Regions from separate parts of the Zea mays genome. Here regions 2 and 3 are each linked to region 1. The links are chromatin contacts, called in public Hi-C maps. All regions are on one chromosome and are shown on one strand. Each heading gives the region's core, a stretch centred on a gene start, on an enhancer-like site or on the middle of the called end of the contact. The rest is flanking DNA. Distances are from core to core; before and after follow the strand shown.

Region 1 (3,570 bases), core at 221-2,720:
TTGGCTTCTGGGGAAAGAAATAAAGATCAGAACATGCCTTGACCTTTTGACCCTGGTGTGTGGAAATCCACATATTGATTTCCTCACATGTCATGGATCTCACGATTACGTCGAACCACTCTTTTTGCATTATAAAAGGACATGACATCAGAAGAAATCAACAACAATTGACAACATATCTTAATTTGAACATTGTCAGAGATATAAAAATATATGTCAAAAGCCACATATATTATCTTCCTCTTTTAGCATTACATAATTTTATGTACTTTTTAATTACACCATAAGAATACATTAAAAATAATGTGAATCTAGTTCTTGGGCTGGCAATACATAATCAACCCCACTAGCTATAGTAATGGTTACAGTTTTGATCAACATCATGATAATTTTGCGTTAATACAAAAACCCCTGTTCTGGACTTTATTCAGCTCCCACATATAGGGCGCAAGTAGCCCATTAGGTTCCAGGATGTACTAGGTTGGCTAGTAGATTAGGAAAGAGAGAATAGGAAAAGTCAATTCGAGTTAGAATTTAGAAACTGAGAGTGTCCCAACTCCGAGTTATAGCCCTATGAGGGTTTGGCCATCTTGACTAAAAAGGCCAGCCTGCAATGTGATAGATCAAAATCAAGCACGAAAAGGAATTAATCCACTCTTTTTCCAAAATACCAATTGTCATTTCCCAAACTGATCTAGTTTGTCTATTCTAAATCCAGTGCTCATTGAGTTGCCAGCCATGCGCACCTGTATTCAAGAGGTGCCCACAGCAGGCAGATAAATATCTAAACAATCACAATCTTTACAATCCTGGTATGGGTGGTTTCTCGATCCGCACACTCAAAGAATTCATCTTCAGACAAATGACAGACTAAGAATATCTATTGTATTTATCATCAGCACTACAAATGTAATTGTCGAATCCGCATACTCAGAATTGAGATGCAATTTCTCAATAGCCAAGACAAATCTATAAAGGCATAATTGTAATTTTGATCTAGCCGAGCCCGCCACAGCCAACAAACAAATAATTTTCCTTATTTCCTATCCGTTATTTCAACTCAACCACTCAAACGTTGGGAGAACCGAAAGAGGGTCGAAATAGCGTCCTACCAGTGGGCGCAGAAATGATGGCGCCACGGGAGCGGCGGAGGCGGCGGCTGAATGAGAGGATGGTAGCGCGGGCGCCAGGGGAAATGGGCAGCCCGGCGGGCGACGGTGCCTGGCATGGGGAAGCAGACGAGGTGGTGGGCATCGCCATGGCGAATTCGAGGATGAGGCAAGCGTTTGCGCTTCGTATCGTATATTTACTAGGGTTTAGCAAAAGTGTGGCTGCGGACTGCGGACTGCGGACTGACGGCTCATGGCAGGCACGGCGCGCGCGTGGCGCTTGCTCGTCCGGCAGCCACAGCCCACAGAGGCAGATTTCGGCATGGGCGTGGTCGACGGCGCGCGCGTGCCGCCTCCTCACTGGGCGGAGATAGGGTTATGCTAAGTGTGCCTGGGCGGGTTGGGTTGGGCCAGACGTTACGGAGATCCATGAGCCTGATCCATCTGGAAAAAAAAACATGCCACAATACAGCCAGCCGAAAAGAAATGTATCTCATCTGTGTTACCGTATACTTTCCACCTGAGCGAATTTCGTATTTGAATTTCTCTCTCTCTTCTATCTCTTCTATGTCTCTGTCTCTATTTCTATCTTTATTATATTAAAACACCAGTTTTAATGGTCGTTCCATGTCATCTTAATACAAATAATTCCTCACATCTATTCTATTTCAAATTAACCAGCTGCATTCTATTTCAAATTAACCAGTTGCACGTCAATCCCTTCCGTGTAACCCTGGCCTAGGCACCGCACGATGGCTTGCTGACCGTGTCGGGCTGGCCCGTTAGTCTGTTGGTCCATTTGGTTAAATTAGCGTAAAATATCTCTATCTATATCTCTACTATATTAAATCACCAGTTTCAACGATCGTCTCGCGTCATCTTTTTACAAAAATAACTCCTTGTATTTTTTTAAAATCAACCCGCGGTATCATATCTCATCTCTATCCTATTTGTTCGCACAACAGCATTCTCGCATCTGTCGCTCTAGCAACAAACTCCGTCCATTTTGCAACAACCTCCGCCCGCTTCTTCCGTCATTGCACCGCCACCAGCGAGGAGGATTAGGGCGCTTGCCTCCGAATAAGGATGCTCACTAGGTAATAAAAGTTGCATCGAGTCCAGCCAACTTTGAACCTCTTCGTCGCGCAAAAGGGACTAGGAGCCCATCTTCTAACTCACTCGTCTTCCGCTTCGACGCGAACTCCACTCTGCTCCTCCCATCCCATGGGCGACACGACATCAACGGTAGATCTACCTAGCGTGCGCTTCGTCTGGTCACAATTATTCTCGTCGGATCTATTATTGGTAGAGATCGCTCTAATTGTCGTGTTTTTTGCAGGGGACGTCCAATGACCAGGACACAAGCTTCTCAAATAAGCAAGCCAAGCTGCTCAAGACGTAGAAGTCTGCGTCCGAGCTTGACCATCTAGCCAGTTCGTTTTTCCACTCATACCCTTTGTTTCTCAATTTGGCTGTAATGAGCACACAATACTTTAGGGATATATATAACTGTTGTCTGTAAGGGCTTCCTTTGATCTAACGATTTTGTGCTTGGTAGGTGGATACGTCAAAGGTCAAGTTGGACGTGATGAGGCCCTGGATTGCCAAACGGGTTAATGAGCTACTTGGGTTTGACGTATATTTATGGTCCATGCAGAAGTAGTTATATTTTTATTGTTTGATATGTGATATTCTAAAGGCAAAAGAAAGTATGTATTTCCGTAAGCATGTTAAGCATTAGAGGATAAACTTATAGTATTTGGTATTTCAGGAATGGTCTTGTTGGCGTACTTGTGCTTTTCTATGTCTGGCCAAACTTGGAGAAAATTGTTAATCCATCACCATAAATGTATTTGCATGTGTTAACTATGGAATCTCTCAATGATGATTTTGGTTAGGGTATATGAACAATATGTTCAATTTGACATTAAATTCATTTAGGGCTAGTTTGGCAACCCCATTTTTCTAAGGGATTTTCATTTTCACAAAGGAAATTAGTTCATTTTCCTTTGGGAAAATAAAAATCCATTGGGAAAATAGAGTTACCAAACTAGCCCTTATTATGGGTATTTTTTATGTGGAGGGTCCTTTAAGACTCTCAAGTGTCGTTTAGTCACCCAATCAATATCATTAAATATAGTTGGGTACCGTCGCAGCGCACTGGTATTAGACTAGTACTAAATTAAAAAGTGGTGTAGGAGGTGGGGTTCGAACACATGCCCTGATAAAAGAAGGGCGGGAGACACTAGGTGAAGACGTCTAACGAGTAGAACATCATGCTTAAGTGTTTTTAATATTGAATATAAATTGTACATACGTATATACAATTTTTTTGTAAAATAAAAAATATAATCGTGTCGGGCCAGGCCAGTACTATGAGCCGAGGCTACGGCCCAAGCACGGCACGCGCGTTCGTGTCGGGCTGGTCCAGACACTATTAAATGGGGTGTGCCTCGGGCCG
Region 2 (3,689 bases), core at 812-3,311, 220 kb before region 1:
GATAAAATATTTCTTTGCTCTAGTGAAAGTTCCATTAATTTCACACAGATCAGAGTGAATGAGATCTAGAGATGCCAGGATCTTCTCTTCCACGCTCTTAAAATGTTTACATGGTTGCTTAGCTTGCAAACAAGCATGTCATGTTTGCATTGTACAATGTACTGTTTGTAGAGTGGAGTTTGAAATAGGAGACGTGGATGATTAAACCGCTGGAGATAGTTTAAGGCCCCGATTAAATGCCTAGAGCTAATAGTTACCTAGCTAAAAAGTTGCTAGTAGAATAAGCTGACTAACAAATAGCTGGCTAACAATTAGTTAATTTTAGCTGGGTCAAACCAGCTAATAACTATGGATAGTTGAGATTATAGCTAATAGTTAGTTAGACTATTAACTTTAGTGCATTCAAACATGACTTAACTTGATTTGGATTCAATTAGTCGAGCGTTGGCACATGAACTCCATGTGAAGATTTTGGGGTTTCGAGCGCTTCAGAATTGTTTCTAGACGTACATAGGCCATTTATCTATCTTGAAGGATATATTTTTTAACTGACTTCCATCTAAACCCTCCTCTCACCGTCTACTCAGTCTATGAAGGCTGCAGCGGTGGCGTGCAAGGAAATGTGTGTGAATTGAGATTACAAACTTTGTATCTATTGAGTATCATATTGGCATCTAGGTATACACTGACGGTCTGTGTCCTTGCTACTAGATTAAAACAGGCAAGAGTACTTATCACATACGTGATTATACTAACCATTCTATGGGAATTTGTTGGATCTCCCCTAAAAACTGGTCCAGACCTTATCCCCTATAAATATATAGGGGTATGGTCGATTGAGTTTAGTGTATGTAGTCTTGTACCTATATTTTGTACTTAAAATCAATCCTTGAGTTTAGTGTTGTACCTACCCTAATTAATTGGTGAACCGGTGAAAGTTGGATTTTGTTAAAAAAAGGTTTTTACATTGTTAAAGTTGCATGGAAAAGCTAACGAGTCTTCATTTCGTCTTCAATGTACTGTAAAGGGGTAGGCCTTATGTTTCCCCACGTTTTTGTTTTGCAACTACCCGAACTTTCGAATTAATGATAATAAATATAGATATACATACAAACTATACACACTATATTTATAGGTTAATTAATTTGAATTACACTATATTTAGACATATATACACACTTTATTTAGTGTATATAGACATACATACACACTAAATAAAATGTCTAAAACGAATTATATTTTAGGATGAATAGAATAATACAAATATGAAAGTATTCTTTTGGAAATAGTTCATGCATTTTCACATTTTTTGGCAATTTTTCACCTAAACCTAGCTAGAGAGAGAGAAACGTCCATGAAGGTTCCAAACAGAGTTGAAAAATTACGGAGACTCATAAGTTATACTGTATGAACATATTTTTGCATTAGTTTTTTTTTGTAAATTAAAGGCTAGTTTAGTAATCCCATTTTTAAAAGAATTTTTCATTTTACCAAGAAAAATTAGATCATTTTCTTTAGAAAAATAAAAATTCCTTAAAATGTAATTGGCAAACTAGCTCTAAGAAAAAGATTCGGACATGTACATGTCTACCACTAGTGAGTTAAAGTCTCGAAAGTCGTAAGCGAGCATAAAGATTGTCCAAATGGCCGGCAAGAAAGGAACAATACACGTATTTGCTTGATCGGTCAAGTAACAGTGACAGAGCTTGATGCAAGGAAGATGCACGTGGTTCACACCGCGTCTAGGGATGGAGACTGATATCCAGATATCCTAAACATATTGTATCTGTATCTGTTTTTATTATAATAAAAAATTATAGATAAGCGAATAATTATATATTATTTTCAAAATCATGTAGATATCTACGCTCAAGGTATCCGTTTTACATTAGTATTCGATAATATTCAAGTTCGAATTGGAATTCAGTGTAAATCCTCTATCGGGCTCGGGCAGGCCTACCAAATAAAAGCATCCATTGACATCGTCCTGTCCTCGTCCCGGCTGCACTGCATCCCACCACCCGCCACCCGTGCTGTCCGCCATCACGAGCGTGCTGTCAGGCTCCGGCACACGTGTCTCTATCCGTGCGGCTGAGGCCTGGGCCCTAGACGACGACACAGTGATCCATAGTTTAGTAACCGGGAACTAGGAACTTAACCACGTTCCTCGTTCCGGAAACGTTCGTTCCGTTCCGGGAACGTGAGAACAATCTCATTTCAGTAGTGTTAAATTCTAGTTTTAGTAGCGTATCGCGTACCACTTCTTGTTCCTCGATCCCAACTATCGGGAACCTGGTTACTAAAGATCCATACGATACGGGGTGTGTCGCCAGGTTCGTCTTGTCCGCCTCAGTCTCTTGTGCGTGCTGACTTCCGATTGGCTATGTATACAGTATGTAATCATCACTCCTCACTCCGAGGCACAGAAGGCCACTCGATCGTCCATTTGTTTTTATTCGTCCTGTTCAGGCTTGCCCATGCTGTCATGCGCCTGCGAGCTGCAAGCCTGCAATGCTGCATGCTGGATCAAATTAAGTGCGAAGTAGGAGTAGGCTATCCTTGAAGGATCAGTTTGGATTCATGATTCCCTGTAGAGATTAGAGGGAATTGAGTAAGAAATAAGTTCATTTTCTCATTAATACTACTCCTCAATTTTCATAGAAAATTAGTGTATCCAAACTAGCCCTAATTATCTACTAGGTGAGTACCCGTGCGTTGCAACGGGAACATATAATAACATAATAACTTATATACAAAATGTGTCTTATATTATTATAAAAAATATTTCATAATCCATTTGTAATCCTAGCCATACATAAATTTTGTTATTTTAATTTAGTTGTTTCACTACTCCATTGCAACCATCAGTATCATGCAGACTTTGATATATGCCACGATTTGCATGGTCTCATTATTGAAGAGCACGTGTCACACCTGCCGGTAGAAGTTCTCTCGTACATTGTCAGTCATCAGGTACGCACCACCATACACGCTTGCTTAAACAAAAAAACAAGTGTATGTGTTTGCGAAGAGAATTAAAGGCAGGCCGGCACAAAAGCTACCCTGACGATGGCGAGTGGTCATTGTTGTCGGTCCTCCTCTGCGTCACCTCTGGTACCAAGATGATGCCATAGTCCTTGATATAGTAGTCGTCGAACGCGCATGACATGGCGAGTGCCGATGACTCTTGGCTGGGCTGCCAAACGAAGTGCACCCCGGGCTCATCAGCGAGGTAGTACACCTAGTCGTTGCACCACCGGATGTGCTACTCTTCTACATAAATCTTGTTCGAGGACACTCACACAACGTCAGCAACGACCGTCGTCCTAGCGCACAAGAATTCATGGCCGGTCAGTAGTGACTTACGTGGGAGGTTGAGCTTCAGGTGGATGATGAGCTGGACGGTGTGACGGCGCCGTTGTCGGAAGCGGTGCCCAGAACAACCCGAGAGTCGCCGGCGTTGGCGACGGCCATGAGGTCCCCCTATTTGAAGATGGACAGCGCGGTGCAGCCGCTCTGGACCGTGTCCAAGCGGCGGCTGCGCCGGAGCTTGCCGAACACAGCGACGCATGCAGTCACGTAGTACTGCTTCAGAGGTCGAACTGGCAGTCGCCAAGCTTCTTTTCGTCGTCGATGAGCGACGCCAATGCGAGCGCCTCCTGCCAGTGGTGTTTGTTCGGGGTTTCCAA
Region 3 (3,185 bases), core at 157-2,656, 250 kb before region 1:
TATGTCCCTGTACGTGTACAAGATGACGATGCACAACAACAACAACAACAAAATGCAACACGTCGTCGTCAGATCAAGCCGCCCAGTCATGTGCGGTGCGGGTAATTAATGTTCTTTAGAAGTACCGGGTTTTTAATTACTTGAGGTATGGGAGCGTCATGTTCTTTAGAAGTGCCGGGTTTTTGCTCGCGAACACCTTCCATTCATCAGGATCTATCTTCCCGTCGCCGTTCATGTCCGCTTGCCTGAAAGTCTGCAGGAAAAAAAATTGGTTAGCATGCCGTAAAAATCCATATATTCATGTTCTTTAGAAGTGCTCAGTGGCGTGGACAGACTGTACCTGATCCACGATTTCTTCGACGGCGTCGTCGGAAAGAAGTAATTCTGATTCGTTCAGAATGGCCAGCACCATTTCCTTCAGCTGAATGCATGAATGGACGTTTAATTTGGAGAAGAATTAAGAGTCAGTTATTAACGAAAGCTAACATAGTTTTAAGCGATTCGAAGAAGATTAATGGCACAGACCTCTTCGCGTCCAATGAATCCAGTGCCTCTCAGATCGTACAGCCGAAACGCAACTGAAATTAGGAAGAAATTATATTCCTTAATTAGGAGGCCAGGCAGACGACAGAGAAGGAACGAACGTATATATATATGGCAGCTAGCTAGCAGAGAGTGCATCTTATTACAGGCGATCTTTTCTTCCACGGGCGTATCTGGGTGGAAAACGTCGAGGGAGCGAACGAACTCCCCGAACTCAATCACTCCGTTGCGCTTCAGGTCGAACAGGTCAAATATCTGCGCATATTAATTTACAGCTTACATGACAGGGAGAACACAAGATATATAAAATTCTAAAACAAAAAAAAACTGTAATAATTTGCATGAAATAATTAATGAAGCAGGCCGGTAGCTGACCCGATCGGCGAAAAGGTTCCTCTTGTTACTGTTCCGGAAGAGAGCGAGCTGGAACTCCTCCTTGTGGATTAGGCCGTCTTTGGTTATGGAATAGCTTATCCTCTTGTACAGCTCGTAGAGGGCCTCCACTTCGTTGACAGAAACTGCAACAGGGGTATGGTAGAGAACTACGTACGTGAGGCGAACAGATCGATGATATAAAAAAAACGCAGGAGTGTGTGTTCAGGTTCGGTTCTTACACGTGGTCTCTCTAGCTAAGGTGTTGGGATCCTCGTATCCCTGAGGTCGTCGTCTGGACTCCTTGGAGGACACACACCCCATGCAAACCAACTCTCTCGCCCTCTCTCTCAAGACGGATTACAGTGTCGATCGAGAAGCACCAAGCCAAAACAGAGGAGAGAGGCTGGCATGCATGCATGCATTAGCTAGCAACAACAAGAGGAGGCCGAAAATCAAAACACACTAAGCACACTTAGGCGACTCACTCACCCCCCCCCCCCCCCCGCTCAGTCGCTCCGATTTTGGTGGCAGCCGCCGGTGCAAATGGACGTCGTAGAAGAAGAGACAAGCAAGCCCGTATATGTAATGTAGCTGTGGCGTGTAGCCTAGTACTATAGACAAACATTATTACTACTAGTGCCTGCCGACAGGCTGGGCGAGCGTTGACATGCATACCGGTCGCTCTCGCACATCTACAATTTTCCAACCCATCACTACCTCACCGGCCAAATATTCTATATTGTGCATAATCACGTACGGCCTAGTAGTAGTTTAAGTTTGTTTTCGTAGCATTCGTACGTGTAGCCGAGATGCAAGTTGTGTAGACGTGTATATATATATATATATATATGACAGGTATAACGGGAGCCCTAGGCTTCCGATATTAAAGGAAGCCCAGGTCGGATCCCGAGGTCTGGTCGATGGAACAGGCGCACCTGTGTTTTAACGTGGGGCTGAGAGGCGGCATGCAGGTTAGACGACGGCGCCGTGACGCGGTTGTTTGAATGGTAAGGGGGTTGCGTGGAATTAAAGGGAATAGATACCACATGCAAACGTGATTACTGCGATACGTGGGCGCGTAAATTATGGATCTTGCATGGTAAGTAATGTGCGGAAGGTTAACAAAAATGAAGCATAAGATGTTAAAAGATATGGCATAAAACCGAAACGGCATAATAGATGCATAAACAGTATATACCGATTGGCGTAAAACGTTGTGTCATTGTGCGTAAATTTTATATTATGAATTATAGTTTGACAAAGACGTCGCCATAATATCGGGACGGTTTCGGAAATAATGGAGAGACCCTGTAAACGTGGATGCGGTTACTTTTATAGTATCCGAGATTTACTTTCATTCGGAAAAAGGACCACTAAGCCTGCAAAACTCATCGGAGTTGGAGATGGCCGGCTCTGGAGGGTCGCCGGCAATGGAAGGAGATGGCGTTCGTCTTGATCCAGAGACAGAGGGAGGAGTTGGTGGTAACTCACTGGTGACACCACCTCTGCTCTAATGGGTCCTGAGATCGCCGAGATGAGCATAGGGGAAGAAGGAGAACAAAGGGTTCGACCTCCTATGTCCAATATTAGCTCCAGGGAGATGGATACGCCACAGATACTGCGTTCACATGTAAGTCAATCGCTGTATTTGATTATTGATTGATTATATTGTTGTGAACATATTCCATGGTGCAAACAACAATGACAATGAAATAGCAGGCAAAAGACATTGATCCAACTATAGTGCCAACGGTAGGGATGACTTTCAAGGATGTTGATGATGCATATAAATTCTATAAAAGGTATGCATATGAAGTTGGATTTCCACTGAAGAAATACAGAGAGAAGACATTCAGTAAGTGGATAAATTGTTCACGTGAAGGTAAAAGTGCAGCAAAATCAAATGATACACCTAGGATGAGGAATAGATCATTAGGGCGTACGCAATGCAAAGCTGGAATAAAATTAAAAAAAAATATATGATGATGAAAACAAAATGGTTGTAGCTACAAAAATTGAACTGGTAAACTTGGAGCATAACCATGAGTTCATAACTGACGAAGCAGAGAAACAACATTTACGTTGCAACAAAATTAGGGATGTTGAGTTCATAAATTTTGTTGATGCAATGCATGATAGCCGAGTGCCGCAGCATTGCATAGTTGATTTTATATCAGAAATGCATGATGGGCCGGAGAACATACCGGTAACTGCTCAAGATCTGAAAAACATGTAAGCAATACTTTTTTGTTTCATGTGTATATATC

Evidence for each region. Hi-C and Micro-C count contacts between places; a contact is called where the count stands out from the background.
Region 2: a Hi-C map of leaf shows a contact between it and region 1, with 5 times the contacts expected there. The contact joins the enhancer-like site here to the promoter of LOC100278412 in region 1. A contact is called at or near these places in 2 of 25 Hi-C or Micro-C datasets (leaf and tassel).
Region 3: a Hi-C map of leaf shows a contact between it and region 1, with 4 times the contacts expected there. The contact joins the promoter of LOC100285616 here to the promoter of LOC100278412 in region 1. A contact is called at or near these places in 6 of 25 Hi-C or Micro-C datasets (endosperm, leaf and tassel).

Annotation. Positions count from the first base shown.
Region 1 is chr4:227,267,596-227,271,165 of Zm-B73-REFERENCE-NAM-5.0, reverse strand. It overlaps LOC100278412, which reads right to left and starts at 1,470. Exons shown (of 6, transcript NM_001371710.1): 1 at 1,113-1,470. The coding sequence starts at 1,260.
Region 2 is chr4:227,484,408-227,488,096 of Zm-B73-REFERENCE-NAM-5.0, reverse strand. No RefSeq gene overlaps it. Among protein-coding and RNA genes, the nearest start is that of LOC100285616, 31 kb to the left of the region's middle. Within about 2 kb of position 2,061, at least 17 of the 20 cell types and tissues checked have an H3K27ac peak or open chromatin away from gene starts, as enhancers often do. A contact at or near this core is called in leaf and tassel, where this site is marked.
Region 3 is chr4:227,515,236-227,518,420 of Zm-B73-REFERENCE-NAM-5.0, reverse strand. LOC100285616 (calcineurin B-like protein 4) reads right to left here and starts at 1,406. Exons shown (of 7, transcript NM_001158507.2): 1 at 1,158-1,406; 2 at 919-1,061; 3 at 690-798; 4 at 526-578; 5 at 341-421; 6 at 141-253; 7 at 1-7. The coding sequence starts at 1,239.